3 separate regions of the Mus musculus genome follow, and all the other regions are linked to region 1. Evidence: chromatin contacts called from public HiChIP or PLAC-seq and Micro-C data. All regions are on one chromosome and are shown on one strand. Each heading gives the region's core, a stretch centred on a gene start, on an enhancer-like site or on the middle of the called end of the contact. The rest is flanking DNA. Distances are from core to core; before and after follow the strand shown. Region 1 overlaps Eml6 (echinoderm microtubule associated protein like 6). Region 2 holds the start of Sptbn1 (spectrin beta, non-erythrocytic 1). Region 3 holds the start of Prorsd1 (prolyl-tRNA synthetase domain containing 1).

The links. A called contact is a pair of places that touch in the nucleus more often than the background predicts. HiChIP or PLAC-seq counts read pairs in DNA pulled down with a chosen protein or histone mark.
Region 2: an H3K27ac HiChIP or PLAC-seq map of embryonic stem cells shows a contact between it and region 1, with 5 times the contacts expected there. The contact joins the promoter of Sptbn1 here to the enhancer-like site in region 1. A contact is called at or near these places in 2 of 15 datasets of contacts at CTCF or cohesin (large pre-B cells and pro-B cells), 7 of 484 Hi-C or Micro-C datasets (the Ba/F3 cell line, the G1E-ER4 cell line, the N1E-115 cell line and 3 more) and 1 of 115 datasets of contacts at active chromatin or transcription factors (embryonic stem cells).
Region 3: a contact with region 1 is called in a Micro-C map of embryonic stem cells, with 3 times the contacts expected there. The contact joins the promoter of Prorsd1 here to the enhancer-like site in region 1. A contact is called at or near these places in 10 of 39 promoter capture datasets (the 3T3-L1 cell line, the C10 cell line, embryonic stem cells and 4 more), 3 of 484 Hi-C or Micro-C datasets (the N1E-115 cell line, embryonic stem cells and nephron progenitors), 10 of 115 datasets of contacts at active chromatin or transcription factors (astrocytes, bone marrow-derived macrophages, cardiomyocytes and 4 more) and 3 of 9 other capture datasets (adipose tissue, macrophages and pancreatic islet).

Annotation. Positions count from the first base shown.
Region 1 is chr11:29,881,103-29,884,694 of GRCm38.p6, forward strand. It overlaps Eml6 (echinoderm microtubule associated protein like 6), which reads right to left. Exons shown (of 42, transcript NM_146016.2): 6 at 856-1,041. Among named protein-coding and RNA genes, the nearest start is that of Gm22588, 33 kb to the left of the region's middle. Within about 2 kb of position 2,064, at least 39 of the 459 cell types and tissues checked have an H3K27ac peak or open chromatin away from gene starts, as enhancers often do. A contact at or near this core is called in the N1E-115 cell line, embryonic stem cells and neural stem cells, where this site is marked.
Region 2 is chr11:30,217,763-30,221,595 of GRCm38.p6, forward strand. It overlaps Sptbn1 (spectrin beta, non-erythrocytic 1), which reads right to left and starts at 2,010. Exons shown (of 35, transcript NM_175836.2): 1 at 1,817-2,010. The coding sequence starts at 1,964.
Region 3 is chr11:29,513,593-29,517,517 of GRCm38.p6, forward strand. It overlaps Prorsd1 (prolyl-tRNA synthetase domain containing 1), which reads right to left and starts at 1,441. Exons shown (of 2, transcript NM_026465.3): 1 at 1,325-1,441; 2 at 1-84. The coding sequence starts at 1,408.

The sequences.
Region 1 (3,592 bases), core at 814-3,313:
TACAAAGGTGGCACACTTAAGTCATAAATTAACGAAGTAGAGACACAGACTAGGGGCATGGTGCCATACCATTTACAAGTATAGGGGTATCTGAGGCAGATCTCAGCTTTTCAGGATGGTGTCACTTTTGACAAACCAAAAACTACAAATAGCATCATGTCAGCATTGTGTACTATTGCATGACTCCCTTTTCATATTTAAAATACCTTGACCCTTATTTTACTTGATTTTTTAAAAGCTGTTATGTCACATTATGCTGACAGAGAGAAACTTATTGCTGAGGCAGCAGATCATTTAACGAATGAAGACAAATTCTGACCTCTTAATTATTTTAAGAGTCATTTGGCAATGAAACCAAGACAAATGGCTTTCACCGTAGATGACTGGGAAGACTCTAAAGTGTCTAAACTATTTCACTGAGTTGTCTAAGGTTTTCTTCATGGGAAGAGTAATGAGGTCTGGGGATGCAGCTTAATGACAGAGGTCTTGCCTAGTGTGTGAGGCTCTGGGTTCAATCTGCAGCACTAAAAGTGGTAACAGTGAATGAATTTGAAGGTATTAACACTAATCAGCTAGTTTAAAGTTAAGGTGAAGGGTGGATTTAGTATGGATTCCCCCCCCAGGTGAGAAATCTTCATGAATCATTTCATGTATGTGTATGTATGTGTATGTATATGTGTATGTGTATGCTTATGTGTATGTGTATACAACTGTTTGAAGTCTAACTGTAAAGCAAAGGGCAGAAACAGAGAGATGTGTGGCCTTAACCCATTCAGTACATCATCCACATTACATCAATCCATATTACATCATCCCTCATTACATCATCTCAGAGCCCCATATAGCAATACTCACACTATGTGCTCCTTGAATAGTGCGGACTAAGGTGAGCCCTTTCCAGACATAGATGTCACCGTTTAAAGCACCAGAGTAAGTGATGTCTTCTTTGGCACATGCAAGGCAAAGGATAGTCTGAAGATCTCCTGTTTTGCCAAATATGCCTCTTTTTGCAGTCAGGGCATTTCCACATAGTGTCCAAAACTAGGAAATAATAAAATAAATATATGCTGAAATAGAGTACTCTATATTCATTCCATTATTAGTATTTTCAGTAATTTTACAGAATATACTTTATCTGAACTGAACATAAATAAATTGTTTCTCTGTGTCATTAGAGAAACACAAAAACCCCTGCATACTCTAGAAGCATAAGAAAAACTCACAACGATATTTTTTAACTTTAAAAGCTCCAAAATTTCAAAATGTTAATGTTTAATGGCATTTAAATGACCCCAGTGTTCACAGAATAGAACTGGTCTTTTATCAAATGAATATAGATTGCAGAAAAGTTCAGAAATGTAGATAAGTATAAAGAGAAAGCCACATCTACAGCACATGCCTGTAATCTTAGCACTTGGGAGGCAGCGGAAGGAGGAACATTGCACACGGGAGGCTAGCCTGGTCTACATAGCAACTTCCAGGCTATCCAGAACTACTTAATAAGACCATACATAGAAAATGTGATGTGATATGATATGGAGTAGTGTGTGTGTGTGTGTGTGTGTGTGTGTGTATACATTAATGTACTACATAAAGAAAAAATGGCTAGGAATAACTTCATATTAGCATAACACATATCACCTAGCCATTTTAAAGTATGTACATATATTTTACAAAATGCTTTCTAGGCTGGTTGGTGGAGTTGGTTAGAGCATAGTGGCAATAAAAATAATTCCTTTTTAACCAAAATATTATAGTTTGCTTTTTTTTTCTTTTTTTACTATAGAATTGCTGACATATATTTCTAAATACAAGTGATACGTCACAAAGGCACACAATCACCCAGGCTTCTCCATTTTGTTTGCACAGATCTTTTGGAAGATGGCAAGCTTAAAGCTTGGACGATTTGTAGATGGCAGCAGGGACACCACCATAGTTATACAGAAATCCAGTATTTTTCCTTGATGTAGTTCCTAATGTATGAGCTGGTGTAACTCTGGTGCCACTACCTAGGCCCCACAGTCTCCAAATGCCTTCTACATCTGTGTTTAATCTCACAACACCCTGGAGCACAGGTTCAGTCAGATTCTGCTACTCTTTCATATGCAAATGTAGATGAGTAAGCAGAAGTACTTTTCTAAAGACACGGATTCTATAAGAAACCAGAGAAACCTGGGTCACTGCTTTGAGAACCGCAACTAAAAATGAGGGTGTGCGGAAACAACAATCAAGGCTTTTGTGACAACATACTCAGATTATACTCAAGAGGCGGGGCCAGTGAGCAGCTATAGGAAGCCAAGTTACAGTACTTGAAATGAACAGGAATGGCATAGTGGGCAAGAAATTACATCTCACCCAGGAGAGCAAGATTAGATGACTCTAAGGGGCAAGGATGTATGGAAGGAAAAATCAGAGGCAATCCTAATATTTTGTGCCTGCAGGAGAGGAAAGATGGTGGTCCTCTCAGAGTATGGTGATGGAAAAGCTTTGGGCAGAAGCACTGCTCTGCAGACCCACTTCAGAGATGAGAGCATGCATTCATTCAACTATTTGAAACAGTGGTGAATTCTGGAAGTAAGAGCCTCCATAGTTTGGGGGCAAGAGTGAGAAAGTAAGTCTTGAGGAGAGTATCTACTCACTCACTAGAACATGAACATATGCAAGGAAAGGAAAAAAGTAAGCAATGCTTGTTATCCTGGAAGAACTTACAAAGTATAAAAGAGAAGAGTTTGATATCATCCACTAATTTTACTCAGAGACAACAATTTAATGTTTAATGATATTTTCTAAACAAATATATATTTTAAAAATTTAGGGGGCAATGGTGAGGAAAGAGTTTGATCCAGTACATCTCTTCAGAGTTGGTGATGAACTGTTGATGCAGGCTCACCAATCTCTACTGCTACTGCTAAAGGTAAGAATGCCTTTTTAATATCTGTCTGGGGAGGGAGGGCAGGCAGCTCATGGAGCTTAAGAGCTGGGATAAGAGGTATATTATAAACTCAGAAAGACAAAGTACACATTTTCTCTCATATGTGGAACTAGATTTAGTATGTTATATTTGTATATGTATACCGATGAGTCATGAGACTGGAAAGGTGGTCATAAGTGGGAGGAGAGGTTAGGGAGGGAGAGTAAAATAGTGTGGTGGCACTTCCTGATGTGTAACATAAGAGCAGGAAAGGGAATTGGGCAGCCAGCAGGGCAAGAAGGTGCCACAGTGGGGATGGCTTTGCAGGAAGGAAGGAATTAGAACAAAGAACAATGACATGGTAACGCCATAATGAAAACCACTCCTCTGTAAAAACATCAGAGCCACAAGTAGACTAGACTGCCCCATGGGAAACACATTTTGAATATTTCCCAGTATCAGTAAGTAGCCATCTAAGTCATGACTTACAATGATCACACATAGCATCATAAGAATGTTGTGTATTTTACTTAACCATGGGGGTAGCTGGTTTCAGGTTTTCTTCACTTTGGCTTTGCTATTGGAATGTTACTCAGCAATGAATCAGTTCTTGGTTCACAGTCCTCATAAGCCACTTGGGAGAAACTCCACATTATGAAATTACTGGACTAGGGAGGATTG
Region 2 (3,833 bases), core at 760-3,259, 340 kb after region 1:
TTCAAATATATTTTTTCTGATTGATCTTTTTTTTTTTTTTTTGTCAGTCAGGATTTTTCTGTGTAGCTCTGGCCATTCTAGAACTCACTCTGTAGACCTGGCTGGTCTGAAACTCAGACCTGCCTCTGTCACCTGAGTGCTGAGATTAAAGAAATGCACATCACTACCTGGCTGGCTGGCTTCCTTCCTTCCTGTCTGTCTGTCTTTATTTATTTTTAATTTGAAGGAAAGATTTGCACACATGACACGGCATGGTGTGGAGGTCAAAGAAAAACTGTTGTGACTCAATTCTCTCTTGACACTATGTGGGTCCCAGGGATCAAACTTGGGTTGGGAGGGCTGGTGGGCAATATTGCACCAGTCTTAAGCTGCCTCTTTTAAAGGCAATCATTTGTAAGTCTCCAGCTAGCCATGGCCTGCTATATAAATATCTGGGCCAAACAGAATTTCAATACCACACCCAATCTTACAGAAATTTGTACTAAAAGGAAACTGGGTTATTAAGTCAATTAAATTATAAATATAATTTTGCACTGAGGTTTCATTGAATCTACATTGCACCCAAGTCTGGTGTAAGACAAATTATGAAGGCGCAGTTACTAAGTGGAGGGCTCCAACAAATGAAGAATAACTGAGATACTGTCCTATAGCAGTTAGCACATGGCTTTGTTGAGCCTGCTTTGCATGAGACCAACCTCCACTTTCCCTGTCTCCCTCCATCCATCTCTCTTTCTCTTATTTGAGACAGTGTCTTACCACATCAATCTTAGCTGGCCTAAAACTTGCTAGGTAAACCAGGCTGGCCTCAAACTCACAAACATCTGCCTGCCTCTGTTTCCTGAGTGCTAGGATTAAAAGCATGGCCACCACACCTGGCCCCTGTCTGATATTTTACGATAATCCCTTTATTCTCCTTTAATTCTATCACATGCTGCTGCTGTTACTTGTTTTTGTATGGCAAGGATGAAATGAGGGCTCTGTCCATGTTGAACAACTGTGTTTTCTACTAGCAAACACATCTCTTTAATTCAGAGTACATGCATCTCTATTCTTGGCAAACAGAAATGACTTGACTAAAAATAATCATGAATTCAGGATTCTTTTCAAAGAATCCAATCAGCAGACACAGAATAAATGTTTAGCTCCCTTGTTTCCTGAATACTTTCTTGTGGGTTTCTAGTTCATGTGAATCATGTCAAAAGTACTGACAAACTTACAATTTAATAATCAAGGCACCTATTATAATAGACTTTGTATCGTAAACTAGAATATAATTGGAATAACTACTTAACATCTACCTGGCATGGTTTTTCTCTAGAAAATGAAACTGAATGGGAATGATCAGTGGCAAACCTACTCATTAACAGCATTAAATATGGCCTTCCCACAGGACACTGCTACTTTTCAGATCTAAAGCCCTTGTAACAAGGTACTTACCAACCTCTCACCGAAAAGATCAGCTAATCTGCCACTGGCATTACGTATACAGCCAAGTTGGATATTTTATATAAATATAGTATGTTAAAACACTTGAAATTAAAGATGTGTTAGAATTAAAAAATCCTTACAAACTCTTAGCAGCTCTTTCTAAATTGCTGTAAACATTATTTACTGTGTTCTAAACTATGTTGGTCATTAAGTTCGGCAGCTCTCCAAAAGTAAATGTCTTATAAAAGGGTAAGCAAGCTCTCATAGGATATGTTAAAGCAGGGAGAGGTCAACTTCAAGCAAGACAGCTTAAAAGAGAAATGGTTGATGTTCAAGGGACTACAGAACATCTGGTGACAGGTGGGACATACAACATCAGGACACTTACCTGCCAGGGCCTTGATGCGGGAGCGCTCAAAGAGCCTTGCAGAGCTGTTCTCATTGTCCCAGTCATCCACATCCCAGCGGTTGTTCACATCACTGTACTGCTGCTGGATCTCAATGTTGTCATAGTCTGTGGCTACCGTGGTCGTCATCTTGACTGTCTCAGCTGCTTGTCCACATCAGTTACTTTTCAGAGTTCTGTGAGTAAAAAAGGAAAAGCACAGGTGTGTATACAAAGTGTACATCCTCTATACACCTGCTGGGGTGATAATAAGGAAAAACTAGGACAGTCACTGCTTGTCCAGATGTGCCTTCTAGAGCCAAGGCCAGTTCTGAACTTTGGCTCTGCTTCATAGCACATGTGTGACCTCGGTCATGCTACTTTAATGCTTTCCCCAAACCCGGAGGAGGGAGAAGACTGAAGGAAACACTGGGTGCCAAATTAATGTTCTTTCCTAAAGGAGTTTAAAGTGTCTGGGCAGTGATGGTGCACACCTTTAATCCCAGTACTCAGGAGGCAGAGGCAGGCTGATCTCTATGTGTCTGAGGCCAGCCTGGAGTACAAGACAGCTATGGCTACACAGAGAAACCATGTCTTGAAAAAAACCAAAACAGAGCAAAATGAACCAAAAAAGTTTAAGGTGAAGGTTTAATGTTTTATCAGGGCTGTATCAGCATCTACATGGATCTTTTTAAGTGAATTCCCTTAGTTTTATTGTCTATTACCGTTTAGTTTTTCCTTCATAAGCTACTATATAAGAAAAACTAACAAATCATTCTGTCTCTATGTCTCATTTACATATTAGAATTGATGCCTAAGGTTAAGATGGAAGCATATGGCAACAAAGATAGTATCCATGCATAGTAAATACTCAATAGGTATTATAATTATTTATACCATTGTTACTATAAATTCTAGGACCAATACCAATAGTAATGCCCACTCCTTTAAAGCCCTTGAGGATAATGGTGGGTTTTTTTTTTTTTAAGGAATAACTATGAAATAAGCTCTGGCTCACTAAAGTCTTCACTTTATCAATGTATTCTTGGAGGATCAAGAGAAATATGTTTAGTTTTAAATACAGTTTCTCCATTCAATACAGCTATTACTCACATGCAGAACCCAACCATATTGAGGAATTACTACATGATCAGCAGTGCTCTAGATTCCTGGGGAGAACAATAAATGACACAAGTGTTACATCCTCATAGAAGGGAGACCAAAAACACACACACACAAAAGCCAGAGAGTTTAAGGAAAATAAAATACAAACAGATGAATTTGAAACTGGCTATTTTAGACTGGTCAGAAATAAATACTCTGCTTAGTGTAGGTCTCGGTGTCTAAAAGGTACAGATCATGGCCAGATCAAGAAGAATGGCACACCAGACAAAGGTACACCAAGGTATGCTCAGTATAGTTGGAGTCAGGTGTGCAGAGGGAAAGGTAAGGAGAGACAAGGCTAGGGGAGCTAGACAGGGCTCCCCTGCATAGCTCATCAGACTTGGCTGATGATGACCTTTGAGTCAGCATCGGCCACTGGTGGATGTGATTCTAAAGGATAGTTCTTGGTGCCATGTGGAAACAGATTCTAGGAGGCTACTCCAACGATGGAAGTGGTTTGGCACTGGCAGTAGTAGACGTGAATGTGGTAGTAGTGTGCGTGGGTATGTGTCAGGCATGCTGACAGGACTTGGAGAAAGGCCTGGATGAAAGGCTTGGATTCAGACTCAATCTTGGAGAACCAGACCTAAGGCTGAACTCTGGTTAACTAACAGGCTGGTGTCTAGCACCAGTTTCCAAGTTACTCCCCAACAAAACTTATGTGTAGCACCAGTTGGTTATTCTCCAACAAATCCGCACTCCAGGTTACAAGCCTGCCCTTGATACGTCACTTCTAACAACCATAAATCAGGAGAAAAGAATGTTGTTTATGGTTTGACACCTAGCACTAGCCAATTATGTTAACGGACAGCAACAGCCCCCCAATCAGATGCTTGCCAGAATAGAAACCTCCACC
Region 3 (3,925 bases), core at 191-2,690, 370 kb before region 1:
CTTTTTGTCTTTAAGAAATAAGTTCTTACTATGTGCTCCTTTCAGATGTTGAATATGAGGCATCATTTCTTCAATTGTAAACACCTGCAAAATATGCAAAAGAAAAAACACTGTAAATTGCACACATACATATCCACGGTTGTACATATTTTTCATGGTGGATGCTCTGAATTTAACTGGTATTCGTTATAAATGTTTTGATAGGGGTTGGGCCTTTTGGTGCTGAGGATAGGACCCAGAGTGCTATGCTTGCTAGGCAGGCACAATATCTCTGAACTAAAAACCTCAGCCTCCAAATACTTTAAAGGCCTGGTACCTGGAGTACTGGTACTTAGAGCTGAGGCCGAGATCAAGAATTCAAGAGTGCAGCAAAATCCTGGTTGGGGTTCAGGGGGAGCCTTAATCATCACAGTTGCAGACCTCAAGACCTCAGTTTTTGTTGGGCCAGTTTTCTATCCCAGTGGCTAACAAAGCCATCAGGTGCCTGAGACGCTTATAACTTTTGAACTTTGGCGTAAAATTTGATGACAGTCCTTAATATTTATCTCCAGAGTCCCAGACATTCACTACAAGGGCATCGATGAAGAACATAAGACCCCAGGTTAGTACATAAAGAACATTTTTTTAATGTTACAAGTACCAGTACTCCAGGGCCTTAAAGTATTTGGAGGCTGGGAATGTACACAGAATGTGACCTTTGTAAAAATGGGAAATAGTAAATATTAAGACAGGTGTTTTCTATCATAAAATGTGTCGTGCAAGCCTTACCAACCCTCATAATAGTTTCCACAAAAATTGTACATCTCCAGTGTAGGTCATGTTAAAATTAAGGTACGTACTTTTGTTTGTGGCACAAGCGGGAGCGGGCCAAAAGAGGAACTGTAGTTTTAAACAGCTCTCAGTGTGAGTGCTGAAATAAATTCGTGTCATCTGCAAGAGAAGTACGTGCTCTTAACCGCGAAAACAATTCTCCAGACTCAGGGGTTATATACTTTTTGTAATTATTTGGGAAATGATCCTTGCCGTGCTGCAGTGGTAACGACTGTCCAAAGAAGTAAAAAACCAAGCCACCTCAATGGCCTGCTGTGCCTTTGGTACCAGATACAGCCTAGGCGATTCTATAGGGTTGCCACTTATGTAGTGCCTTGTTCCTTAGTTATCTACATAACGTATCAGCTATCCAACCGGCTTTTAAGTCACGTCAGTCATCCCAGGACAAGTTTCCTCACGGTTGCCGCAGTTTTAAATAAACTTATAAGCCTCTGCTTGGACCCAATAAACACTCGCCCGAAGACCCTCTGCCTTCCTGGGGCCGCAGTCTCACCTCGGGATGCTCCACGACCTCCGTGCGAATGGCGAGGGCGCCGAGCCTCTGTTCTAACTCAGCCCGCAGCTCCGAGCCTGCCATTTTCCCCTCTACGTGGGCAGGCTTACCGGAAGTGCCACGGCTTCGGGGGCGTGGTGATGGCTGCTTGCTCCGCCCTGGCATGGCTCTGTGGCCTGACCCATCTTTGGGCCGCCGAGAGCGCTTAGCCACACCCCCAACCACCTGAGCCTCCAGTGCCGGGGTCGGAAAGCTCCGGGTTCCATTGCTCGGCCGCGGCAATGTGGCTTCATGCCTCAACAACTGTAGCTTGTGACTTCCGTCTTTCCGTTCTTTTAAATTTTATGTGTTATGGGCGTTAGTTACCGGCTTGCATGGTTGTGCACCACGTGTGAGCAGTGCCTGAGGAGGCTGAAAGAAGGTGTTCAATTTACTAGAACTGGAGTGATGGTGAGTCATGTAGGTGCTAGGAACCGAACTCGGTCCTCTGGAAGACCAGCCATCACTCCCGCATATTATGATATTAGAAAACGGTACTGCGGGTGTGGTGGCGCACTCCTTTAACCCAGCACTTGGGAGGCAGAGGCAGGCGGATTTCTGAGTTCGAGGCCAGCCTGGTCTACAGAGTGAGTTCCAGGACAGCAAGGGCTATACAGAGAAACCCTGTCTCGAAAAAAAAGAAAAAAGAAAAGAAAGGAAGAAAACAGTACTGCGACGAATTACAGTGGTCGTTATGATACTTATGGCCTGGAATTTGCAACCATGGTGGGACCACTTACTTTGAATAAGGTTCAAATTCCACATTAGTATTTCACTTAAACTTTGAAATTAAGGCTCACATGCAACATGAAACACTGATACACTCAGAGATGTTTAATATAAATTAATTGTATTTATTTGGGAGTGAAGATCTGAAAAAGAACCCCTCTTAAGACACAGATGGTATGCTTTTTCTCTCCCTCGGTGACACAAATAGAGCCAGATTAGAACATATTACATGTAGATAAAGGCAGGTTTACTAGGAGGCAGCTTTTGGGCGGGCTCATCAATCTCACATGTGGAAGTCAGTGAAGTCACTCATCTGGTCTTAAGAGGGTTTCACAGAGTTTTGGCAAGGAATGATGCCGTGCTAGCTAGGAGCTGGGATAGTGTCCATACATGGTCAAAAACTGAGCCCCTAAGCAGACACTCTTGGGTGAGTTACCATAAACACACCACATTAGCCAGGAGCTTTCTCTGCCTGTGCAGTAGAAGAAGGAGGGCAGACTGGAAAACAGGGATTTGTTCCAGCCTATGATTTACTCAGTATTGGAAGAAACTACAAAAGAGTAAGTCAGAGTTGTGTTTACAGTTTCACTCTGAACTCAGGATTTCAAAATTTTAAAACTTTTTAGTTTAACCTTTTTTTAAAAATGATTTATTGCCCGGCGGTGGTGGCGTATGCCTTTAATCCCAGCACTTGGGAGGCAGAGGCAGGTGGATTTCTGAGTTCAAGGCCAGCCTGGTCTACAAAGTGAGTTCCAGGACAGCCAGAGCTACACAGAGAAACCCTGTCTCGAAAACAAACAAACATTTTTTTATGTGCATTGGTTTTCTGCCTGCATGTCTGTGCAAGGGTTCCAGATCCTCTGGAACTGGAGTTACAGACACTTGTGAACTGCCCTGTGGGTGCTGGGAATTGAACCCAGGTCCTCTAGAAGAAAATCCAGTGCTCTTAACCACTGAGCCATCTCTCCAGCCCCCTTAACCTTTTTGTTGTTGTTGTTGTTGTTTAATCTTTTTGCCTGTGTGTGTTTGTACCACCTTTGGAGACCAAAAGAGGGTAGGATCCCCTAGAACTGGAATTAAATATGGTCATGAACTACTACCATATGGGTGCAAACCCAGGTCCTCTGGAAGATCAAACAGTGCTCTTAAACATAGAGCCATCTCTCCAGCCCCTTTAAAATCTCTTTTATTTTAAACTCTTTTTTTTTTTTTTTTTGGATATTTTCTTTATTTACATTTCAAATGTTATCCCCTTTCCCGGTTCCCCCACCCACCTCCTATCCTATCCCCCACCCCCTGCTTCTATAAGGGTGTTGCCCCACCCACTCCCACCTCCCCACCCTGGCATTCCCCTATACTAGGGCATCGAGCCTTCACAGGACCAAGGGCCTCTCCCATTGATGCCCAACAAGGCCATCCTCTGCTACATGTGCAGCTGGAGCCATGGGTCCCTCCATGTGTACTCTGGTTGGTGGTCTAGAATCAGCACTGTGATTTTCTTTCTATTCTTTTTTATTGTTTCAGCAATGAATGGTCTTGTGGGCCACAGACTGGTATCTAGCTCATCTTGAACACTGCCACCATCGTGACCACAGGAGCCCTCCCTATTTCTGCATTCATTTTTTCATTGTTTTGAATGTCAACGTGTTCATTAAACAATTGAAGCCTCATACAGAGACAATTTTGTATCCTGTTTTTTTTTAACTGATGAACATTTTCCTATTGCTAACCTATTTCCTACTTTAATAAATATTTTATGTAGCTGGATAATAATCATTTGTTTATTGGTTGCAGAGAATGGAACCAGTAGTCTCAAGCATTTTACCAACTGAG